Regions from separate parts of the Sus scrofa genome. Here region 2 is linked to region 1. The links are chromatin contacts, called in public targeted proximity ligation maps. All regions are on one chromosome and are shown on one strand. The core of a region is the stretch at or near the end of the contact, and the rest is flanking DNA. Distances in the headings are between cores, read along the strand shown.

Region 1 (5,381 bases), core at 934-3,433:
AGCATGGGCCCCCTCCCAGAAATGGGATTTCATTGGTCTGCGGTGGAGCCCAGGCATCGGCCTTCTTTCCAAGGGCAGCCAGGGATGAGAACCACTCACGCAGATGGTCACCAGCAAGCGTGTCCAGAGATGAGGCCCACATGGGAGCGGGGCCTCCTGGCCTTCAGACTTCCCAACTCCCACAATCCCTGAGAGCGGCCTTGGCAGAGCTCCAGGAGCAGTTGGACTCTCTGAGGCTGGAGCTGAAATGTGTTTCCCAGGCATCCACTCTACGCCTGAGGCCAAAGTTTCCAACAGGAAGGGAGGGGGAGGCTTCTGTGTGTTTCCCAAGAGCCACTTGGCCTTTCAAGCCAGGGATAACCACCAGGAAACTCACTGGCAAGAGAACCTGGTGTCAGTAGCAGTTGCGGCCATTTCCCAACACACACATGGAAGAGGCCAAGGTGGAGGTAGCACCTTCTCCTGAGACACTCACGAGTCCTCTGGGGTGGAGGAGGGCCCAGCTAAGGACAGACTGGGGACCTGGGCAGCAGATCCTCTGCTTCCTTACAGGCAAAAAGGCAGTGATGATTCCTGCCCGGGTTCTTGTGAGGGCCTTGAGATAAATCCCCCCAGCACAGGGGTAGTTTTCCATAGCATTTTCTTCTTCCTGATTTGCTAGTAATTCCTTTCACAAATTTAGGGGAAATCTCCAGGTCTGGACCTCAGTTCTCTCAGCATTTGTCCTCCCCCATTTCCCTGGGGAGGACCCTGATACCATATCTGAGGCCAGGGGTGAGGAAAGGCAGGCTGAGGAGCTTGGCAGTTGCCTCTCTGCTTGGAAGATGACATCAATGAACAAGGGGCTGACCAGTGGTTCTCTCCCGGGACTGAGCCGCAGAAATACAGCCTGAAGCCTGGGGAGGATCTAGAGCTATAAGGAGAATTTCCTGACAAATGACAACACAATGCTGCCTCACTGACTCATGAGGGTCTGCGAAAGTCGGAGATTCGCCCTGGGTACCTGACCCTATCACCACAAAGCAGTGCTGTGTTCCCATTTGACTGCTAAGAAAACTGAGGCTGAGCGATATTCAATACTTGGTAAAGTAGCCACAGTAGCAAGTAGCAGAGAAGGGCTTGGAATCTGCATCTTAAATGTAGTAGGATGACCCCTCCCCACCTTTTGACTCTAAAGGACCAGGGTATTTCATCTTAAGCTTTGTTTACAATCAGAGCTCCAGAAAAGCCACACTTAATCCTAGGGTTGGGGCATTTAACCCAAAGAGTAAGACGGCCCCTGAAATGCTTGTGCACTCTCCTCCCTTTTAATCCCCATTACAGAAGAGGAAACTCTATGAAGGGTAATCAGTGTTTGGTGGTCTTTCCTGGCCAAAGTGAGGGCAAGAGATTGTTAAACAGCTTAGGAAATGCAGTAGAGATACCAAGATGGCCCTTTTTTTGGATTTGGGAATGGGATAATTCTGCTCTCCTTTGGAATTCTCCCCGGCACATCTCCTTGGAGCATCACAAGCTTCCTGGTGTGAAAACCTACGGGCCTACTGGGAGGTAGGTATTCTCTTTCCCATTTTACAGATTAGAAAACTGAGCTTGGACAGAGGCCAGGACTCAATTGCGGCTGCATCTTACTGCATAAATTTCTCCGTCCCGGGAGGCCTGAGCACCTTCAGCGGACAGGAATGGTAACGTGGCCACCCTTCTAAACCAGACTCTGCCCGGGCGCGGCGGGGCAGAGGAGCGGAGGAAGGAGAGCCGGCGCGCGCACACACGAGGCCCAGGGCTGGGGCCCCGTGGCGGGGAGGAGCCCACTTCCCTTCCCCTCCCCTGGGAACTCAGCGCGGGGGGAGGGGGCGGCGGCTGCCCTCCCCATCCGCCCGGCCGCCAGGTGCCCAGAAACTCGGCCTCCCCCTCCCGCCCCCGCGCCTGTTCCCGGCGCAGCCCGTGTCTCGGCGGTCACGTCTCCCCATCCGGCTCCAAAGTACGAGTCAGCCGCTGCCCGGCCGACCCTGCGGCAGGGCGGGGGCAGAGGGAGGGCGGCGCCGGGGGCGGGCGGGGGCAGAGGGAGGGCGGCGCCGGGGGCGGGCGGGGGGCAGGCGGCCCGGGCGGGCGAGGCCGGGCGCCGGGCTCCCTCCTCCCTCCTGCACCACGCGGGTAGGTCTGCGAGGAGCCAGGGCTCCGCCCTTCGGGCCCGAGTCGGCCCGGGCCCAAGGGGCGAGGCGCGGGCGAGGTCGCGGCACGGCGGCCACCGCCCCTGCTGGGCGGGAGGCGGGCGGAAGGCGGGGCGAGGGGGAGGCCCGGCAGGGGAAACCGGGAGGCCGCGCCTCCGGAGCCGCGCGCCGGCCGGTGTTGCTGGGGAGAAAAGCGCAGCGGCGGCTCCGCCCTGAGCCCCGCGACCGCAGCGCCCTCTGCTGGTGGGGTTTCGGAACTGCACAGAGACTCCATCCGCACCTGCCAGGAGGAGAGCTGGTAGAAATTACTGTTCAGTTAACGATGCCATTCTTAGAAAAAAAAAGAAACAAATTCAAAAATAAGTCCTGAGCATTGCAGGAAAATTTGGAAATGCAGAGAGAAAAAAGAAAAAAATTACTCTTAATGCCTGTATCTAGAAATAAACACTTCTGGAATTTTAGTGACTGCCCTTCCAGGGCTTCATATCTTTAAATTTGTGTGTGTGTGCACGCGCGCATCCTTTACAGCATATTTATTTATTTAATTTGCTTTTTAGGGCCCAACCTGCAGCATATGGAGGTTCCCAGGCTAGGGGTCCAATCGGAGCTACAGCTGCTGGCCTACACCACAGCCACAGCAACGCCAAGATCCAAGCCACATCTGTGAGCTACACCACAGCTCACAGAAACGGCAGATCCTTAATCCACTGAGTGAGGCCAGGGATCAAACCTGCATCCTCATGGATACTATTCAGATTGTTTCCACTACCACAGGGGAACTCCTGGAATTTTTAAAATGTAGCATTGTCAGCTCTGAGAACTCACAGGCCTTGTTTTGTTCACTGCTCCACCCTCAGTGTCTAGAACACGGTTTAGCAGTGTTCTGGGTGCTCAAAAATCAAACGTTGGCTCTACCAACATGGGATCATGCTTTTCACACTTTCATGATCATCATTTTTAGCATGCTTAAATTCTTTTGTATGTTCCCCTGAGTAGTAAAAGACTGATACTAGAATGGTCCACTAACCACCTTCTAGAATCTGAAGGAATGTGTCTGGAATTCAGAATTATTCACAGTCTATGTATATGGTAACACCACCACCATCACTACCAGCTGCAGGCTCTGGAACAACAAACACTCTGTAATCAAACACACTACATTTCTCCAGCAAAATGTAGGACTATTCACATCAAGTAAGATAAACACTGTCAACAGCTTCACGTCCCTTCAGTCAGGTTTTGAGGTTAAATGAGTGAGTTTTCCCCAAACTAAACCAAAAAACTTTTGAGTTCCCAGACCATTCTGAATTTTGAGTTTGAAGAGATGTACTGGGAGTTCTCAACGTGACTCTGCAGAAACAAATCTGACTAGTATTCATGAGGATGCCGATTTGATCCCTGGCCTTGCCCAGTGGGTTAAGGATCCGGCATTGCCATGAGCTATGGTGTAGGTTGCAGACACGGCTCGGATCCCGCATTACTGTGGCTGTGGTGTAGGCTGGCAGCTGCAGCTCCTATTTGACCCCTAGCCTTGGAACCTCCATATGCCATGGGTGTGGCCCTAAAAAGACCAAACCAAAAACAACAAAAAAAGAGAGAGATGCACTAACCTCTGGGCACATCAAGGGTCTGATGATGTCTCTGCTGTGAGCTCGTGTTTTCCCATTTACCTCTGTCTCTTACACACTCTGGGTGCTTGGTAGCCCCAGGTAATTGAGGTGCCAGTTGATGAGATGTGATTGAATGTGGGGTGTGGTGAGAAAGGGAAGGATATGATTGGGTTAGATTTTTGGATGTGGCCACACCTTCCCTACACCAAGCCACCACCTTCAAACCAATGGACTTCAGCACTTGTGCGGTTGCCTTTGTTTCTTCCAAGGCTATGCTTGTTCTAGTGGACCCCACTGAGAGCAGCCAAATTCCCCCCAAACAAACACCGCCATCCACGGGCCTATGCGGCCAAAAAGATGCTACGGTATCTTGTCCAGAAGGGCCTGGGAATCAAGACATTCAACTTAAGAGTCGTTGGTTGAGCCGTGATCACATGTTCTGCAGCCTCTGAGCTGGGCCTCTCTCTGAGCTCCAGACTGGATATCCAGCCTCCTGCTGACATCTCCACTCAATCCCCAAATTTACTTCAAATGCCATGTGTCCAAGACCCTACCCATGACCCACTCAAAGCCTGGTCCTCTTTTGTGACCCAGGTCCTGACCAAGCCCATCAGCCATCTAGTGAAACAAGCTAGAAGCTCAGGCATCTTCCCTCTCTTCCTCCTTCATCCTTACCCACCTCAACACGTCTTGCCCATTTACCTCTGAAGCAGCCCTCCACGGCACCACCATCCAGTCCCAATGCCAGAGCCTAAGCAGGCTGCCAATCCAATTCTTGCTCTACTCAGGTCCTTTCTGCACAATGAGGCCAGGCTCCTTTGAAACATAGACTCAGTTACTTCACTCATGGCCCAGGACCACCAGGAGCAGCTGCCAAGGTTTATCACTTCTCCTAGGATTTCAGCAAGATCATTTGACAGCTCTGAAATGCACCCCACCCCCATCTTTCTTAGGATAGAAATAAAAATCTATGAAAAGGCCTGCAGAGCCCTCTCTGCTGGAGCGGGCTTTGTCCTGACAAGGCTCGTGCCAGGAGTCTCTGCCCTGCACTTGCTGTACCCCTTGCCCAGAACATTCTCCCTCCATCTCTTCACCTACTTCACTCCCACTCTTCACTCCCATTATTTCCCCAAGAAGTCTTCCTGACCAAGGAAAGGGCCCTTTAGCACCAGTGCTGCTCCCTCAAAGCTGCTCCGTTTTGGAGTCATACATTTATTTGTTGATTCGATCCATGCCTGCTTCCCACAGGAATTCTTGTGCCTGGTTTGCCCATCATGGTGCTCCCACCTCCAGGTCCAGTGCTCGGCGTTAAGTAAGTGCTTCATGAATATGTGTTCCATGAATCCACTGCCTTATCTGCTCACTCATCTTAGGACAAGCCAAGGAGGAGAACCAGAAGCACAGAAAGGAGGGAGTGTGTGTGAGTTCACTTATCAAGCCCCCCCAAAAGTGCATCTGTTATGTGTCAGGCTCTGGGGATGTGAAAAAGTTGGCAGAAGAGAAACCAGTTGACTGCCTTCAAGATCTTAACTTCTAGGAGTTCCTATTGTGGGTCAGAGGTAATGAACCCAACTAGTATCCGTAAGGTTTGATGCCAGGTCTC
Region 2 (5,572 bases), core at 2,764-5,263, 1.4 Mb before region 1:
CCTTATTTTCTCTGTTTTCTAATTTCTTCCTGCATATGCATTACTTTTATAGTTAAAGTTTAAAAAAATTGTCGTTTAAAGCATTTCATCAGTAAGAGTTGGGAAAACAGGAGACCTGAGCTCCAACCCTCCTCTAGTGATATCTGCCAGGATCCTGGATAGCTCTGTGACTTTCTTTCCACAAGTGTCAATGTTGGCATCATTCCTAATTCTTGCTACTTTCCAAGGTTGCTGTGGTTATCATGAATGAGTGGCCGTGAAGAATTTGGAAAGAGGCATTATTGCTAAGGTAAGATTTATTATTATTTGTCCTTTGTCTTCCTGAACAAACTAGACTTCATCAAAACAAAAAAAGTGAGGCCAAATTGCTTACCTGTTTACCCTAATGTGCAGGGCCACTGCAAAGTCTGAGGCTGAACTATAGGGTTGACAACATGTTTTTTTTGTTTGTTTGTTTGTTTGTTTTTGTTTTGTCTTTTTGCCTTTTCTTGGGCTGCTCCCACTGCATTTGGAGGTTCTCAGGCTAGGAGTCACAGTCGGAGCAGTAGCCGCCCGCCTATGCCACAGACACAGCAACTTGGGATCCGAGCTGCATTTGTGACCCACACCATAGCTCACAGCAACGCTGGATCCTTAACCCACTGAGCAAGGCCAGGGATTGAACCTGCAACCTCATGGTTCCTAGTCGGATTCATTAACCATTGAGCCATGACGGGAACTCCAGGGTTGACAACATGTTTTGAAATCTTATGAGGAGTTCCCGTTGTGGCGCAGTGGTTAACGAATCCGACTAGGAACCATGAGGTTGTGGGTTCGGTCCCTGCCCTTGCTCAGTGGGTTAACGATCCGGCGTTGCCGTGAGCTGTGGTGTAGGTTGCAGATGCGGCTCGGATCCCACGTTGCTGTGGCTCTGGCGTAGGCTGGTGGCTACAGCTCCGATTCAACCCCTAGCCTGGGAATCTCCATATGCCGCGGGAGCGGCCCAAGAAATAGCAACAACAACAACAACAACAACAAAAGACAAAAGACAAAAAAAAAAAAAAAAAAAAAAGAAATAAATTTCCTTTAGCGTTTTCTTCTTTGGCCTTCCTGACTTTATCTTATAACTTTATGCAGTACCTGTGAGCTAATAAATAATGTATCCAAAGAACCCTGCAAATCAGAAAGGTCACCATGTGTGCATTGTTTGTCTGGCAGGAGAAATTTTTGGTTCAGAGCAAAAAAGCAAGTTTATTTTGGGGACTGGTGACTTTGAATAATAGCTGCAAGAAGAAACTGGACATAGGAGTTCCTGTTGTGGCTCAGAGGGTTAAGAACACGACTAGTATTCATGAGGATGTAGGTTCCATTCCTGACCTCACTCAGTGCCCTGAGCTGCAGTGTAGGTTGCAGACGTAGCTCGAATCTGGTGTTGTTGTGGCTGTGGCTGTGGTGTAGGCCAGCAGCTGAAGCTCCGATTTGACCCCTAGCCTGGGAACCTCCATATGCCACAGGTGCTGCTCTAAAAAGAAAAAAGAAACAGAGTTCCCTTTGTGGTGCAGTGGAAACGAATCCAACTAGGAACCATGAGGTTACGGGTTTGATCCCTGGCCTCACTCAGTGGGTTAAGGATCCGGTGTTGCCGTGAGCTGTGGTGTAGGTCACAGACGCGACTTGGATCTGGTGTTCCTGTGGCTCTGGTACACAAAAGACAAAAAAAAAAAAAGAAGGAAAGAAAAAGGGACATAAAGTCCTGCTACTTAATCTTCTTTCTAAATATTCATTTAAAAGTTCAACTTTGGCAAAATTTGACTGGTCTCAATGGATGAGATCTTGCCAGATGGGGACATGAAGAAGACGTGGGAAAGCAACAGAACCTGGGAACCTGAATTGCTGGATGTCTGCCCGCATTGGGTAAGATCTGGGGGCAGAGCCCAGAGGGGTGTCGGCCCAACCCTGACCTGGTGTCCCAAGTGCTGCCTGCCTGTTGCGCAGCTGAGGACATGAGAGACGCTGCAGAGACCAGGGCCCCTCAGTCGTCGGGCGGGCCTGGAGCTTTGTGCAGAGCCCCTACTCACCCCATTGCCAGGGGCGCTGGTACTGAATGGCTTCAGCTCCATTGTTTCTTCTGCCGCCACAGCTCCACCTCCCCCACTATGACCTTCAACAGGCCTTCTGCCCATGGAGGCATCAAACCGCCCCAAAGGGAAATGCTGATGTCAGCATTCTCTCAATGAGGAACTCTAACTTAGAGAGGTCAGACAGAGAGCCTGCACACGCAAGTGGCTGAGCCAAGCGCGCCTGTCTGCAGTTCCTCCCCACCCCCTTTATTTTTCTTTCTTTTTAGGGCCGCATGTTTGGCATATGGAGGTTCCCAGGCTAGGGGTCCAATCGGAGCTACAGCTGCTGGCCTACACCACAGCCACAGCAACGCAGGATCTGAACCACGTCTGCCACCTACACCACAGCTCACAGAAACGCCGGATCCTTAACCCATGAATGAGGCCAGGGATCAAACCCAGATCCTCATGGATACTAGTTGGGTTCTTTTTTTTTTTTTTTTGGTCTTTTTTAGTGACACACCCGCGGCATAAGGAAGGTCCCAGGCTAGGGGTTGAATTAGAGCTGTTGCTGCTGGCCTACGCCAGAGCCACAGCAGCGCCAGGTCCCAGCCACGTCTGTGACCTACACCACAGCTCATGGCAAAGCTGGATCCTTCACCCACTGATTGAGGCCAGGGATCGAACCCGAAATGTTGTGGGTCCTAGTCAGATTCATTTCCGCTGCGCCACGACGGGAACTCCCTAGTTGGGTTCTTAACCCGATAAGCCACAACGGGAACTCCCCCAGTTCCCAGCCTCAGGGCTGGTTTGGAGGTTCACGCCCATGCCATCCTCTGGGCCACTTCACCGTTGCCTCCTGGGTTCCGTGGCTTGGCTCTTTCTCGGCTGTGCTCAACTGGGTGTCAGTAAATCCAACCTCAAGAAACTTCACCTTTGTTGAGAGAAAGGAAGCCTTCCACTCCGCAGCCTACACAAGCAAGATCACGCTGTGGTTCACTCTATTTGCAATTTCCCTTCTCTGCAGGCCCCGGGACTGGCCTGGAGCTCAGGCTCTGGCTTCAGTTCTTGGCCCCCCAGCTCCAATACAGGGCCCAGGGCACAGCAGAGTCCTCTCACAATAAGGGCCCTTTCTTTTTATTTTTTATTTTTGCCTTTTTGCCTTTTCCAGGGCCACACCCGTGGCATATGGAGGTTCCCAGGCTAGGGGTCCAGTCGGAGCTGTAGCCACCGGCCTACGTCACAGACACAGCAACACGGGATCCGAGTCGCATCTTCAGCCTGCACCACAGCTCACAGCAACTCTGGATCCTTAACCCACTGAGCAAGGCCAGGGATCGAACCCGCAACCTCATGGTTCCTAGTTGGATTCATTAACCACCGTGCCATGATGGAAACTCCAACAAGGGCCTCTTCTTGGGCAGATGGCACCCTGACACCGGGCGGGTCCTGTTACCCACACTTGGAGCCACTCCTACCAGTGGAAAGGCAAAGACCTCAGACACAGAAAAGCTAACGCCCTCAGAGGCCCTGACCTCATCCACTTCCTCACACAGGGCAGGGGCAGTCCTGGTCCCTTGGAGGTGGAGCAGCGACAGGCCTGACTGGAATTGCTTTCAAATGCCCCAGTTTCATCTGTTTTCAGTCAGAGTAGGCTGGTCGACCATGAGCAAAGCCTTTCATGTGGCTAAAAATGTATAGAAATTCCAAACCAGTTTTTAAAATTCAAAATTGGACACTGAGCCCAGGAATCTTCCTCTACAAGAGAGAAGTGTGTGCATTTGTGGATTTTGTCTCAGTGCTGGAGAAACAGACTCCCAGATCATGTAACCAAAGGCCTCGAGGTCCCAGAGGCTGCACTGGTCTGGTTCCTGACAACCGTCAGATTCCAGCTTCTGATCTCTTACAGGCCTCACTGTGAACAGACTAAACTCAACATGGCTTCAAAGGCAGTGTTGCAGCATCGCCTGGGCTGTCTGTTTTTCTGGGCTCAAGTTCACTCCTTGATTGCGTGCGCTGTCTTCCCTCGAGACGCAGACTTACTCCACTCCGGCTCTTGAATCGTTTGTGTGGGGCGGGCTCACGCTTTCTGAAGGGCAACTGGTTTTAAATAAGTAGTCACAGGCTCAAGCAAAGACTACAGAATATATTTTTATTCCACTGTGGTGGACACTGCACGTGGATCAGAGAAAGCAGGAGAGATGAGGGTCAGCTCAGGACAGGAAGAGAAGACATTTATCCACAAATTACATAATCCACAATTACATAATCCATCAGCATTACCACATCAGATCCCAAACTCTCAGGGAGGAAAAAAAAAAAGTATTTGTTTTCCTTTTCCCTTGTCCTTTTTTCCCCTCTTAAGTGCTAAAAATGTGTTAATGATGCAAAATCAAATCACTTTGGACCATTAATCAACACCCACACTTGGAGACAATATTAAAACAAGTAGGAGTGGCCATTCTCATTTAATTTATCCGGTAATACTGTCCCTTGTAGCCACCGCTGTGGACTATAACATTGGATTAAAGCTCTTCTTATTCCATTTGTCACTACGAACTACTCTGTGACTCATCATTTCCACGGTCCCCACTTCAGAGATGACTCTGAGATGGATTCATCACTATGGGGACAGGGGAGGTCCAAGGCCACAGCATCTGATGATTTGTGGGCACATGACCCCAAAGTTTCTACCCTCAGACCCAATGGAAAGTGACTAGAGCCCCATGGATGTGGTGGTGACCAGATTCTCCACCAGCGATTTACTGCTGTACCACAGAGTGCCGTGAAACCTAGAGGATGGCGTTCCTGTTGTGGCTTAGTGGTAATGAACCCGATTAATATCCATGAGGATGCAGGTTCGATCTCTGGCCTTGCTGGAGGATCGGGCAAGGATTGGGCATTGCTGTAGCTATGGTGTAGGCCGGCAGCTACAGCTCCGATTCTGTTCCCAGCCTGGGAACTTCCATATGCCTTGAGTGCAGCCCTTAAAAAAAAAGAAGAAGAAAGAAAGGAACCTAGAGGTTTTTGCTTTTTTTGTTTTGTTTTGTTTTTGTCTTTTCTAGGGCCGCTCCCGCAGCATATGGAAGTTCCCAGGCTAGGGAGTCTAATCAGAGCTGTAGCCACCGGCCTATGCCAGAGCCACAGCAACACGGGATCCTTGACCCACTGAGCAAGGCCAGGGATCGAACCCACAACCTCATGGTTCCTAGTCGGATTCCTTAACCACTGCACCACGACGGGAACTCCAAAACCTAGAGGTTTAACACTACAATCACTTTCTTACATCTAAGTTTCATGGGGCAGGAATTCAGGGAGGATGTGGCCAGGTGATTCCTCTGTGGTCTGTGGGGTAGACGCAGGCAGTATTCAGTGGTGTTCAGGTGGCCTCTGGTCTGGTCTGGAGGGTCCAGGCGAGGCAGCCTGCTCACACACCTGCCTTGGGAGGGACAGCTGTGCTCAGTTAAGCCTCTCTTCTCCCAGCAATCCCTGGCCTCTCCAGCCAGGTAGCTGGACTGCTTGTTTGGAAGATG

The links.
Region 2: a contact with region 1 is called in a targeted proximity ligation map of alveolar macrophages. A contact is called at or near these places in 4 of 47 Hi-C or Micro-C datasets (alveolar macrophages, fetal skeletal muscle, heart right ventricle and 1 more) and 1 of 2 datasets of targeted methods (alveolar macrophages).

Annotation. Positions count from the first base shown.
Region 1 is chr4:34,262,078-34,267,458 of Sscrofa11.1, reverse strand. No RefSeq gene overlaps it. Among named protein-coding and RNA genes, the nearest start is that of AZIN1, 38 kb to the right of the region's middle.
Region 2 is chr4:35,698,727-35,704,298 of Sscrofa11.1, reverse strand. No RefSeq gene overlaps it. Among named protein-coding and RNA genes, the nearest start is that of ZNF706, 67 kb to the left of the region's middle.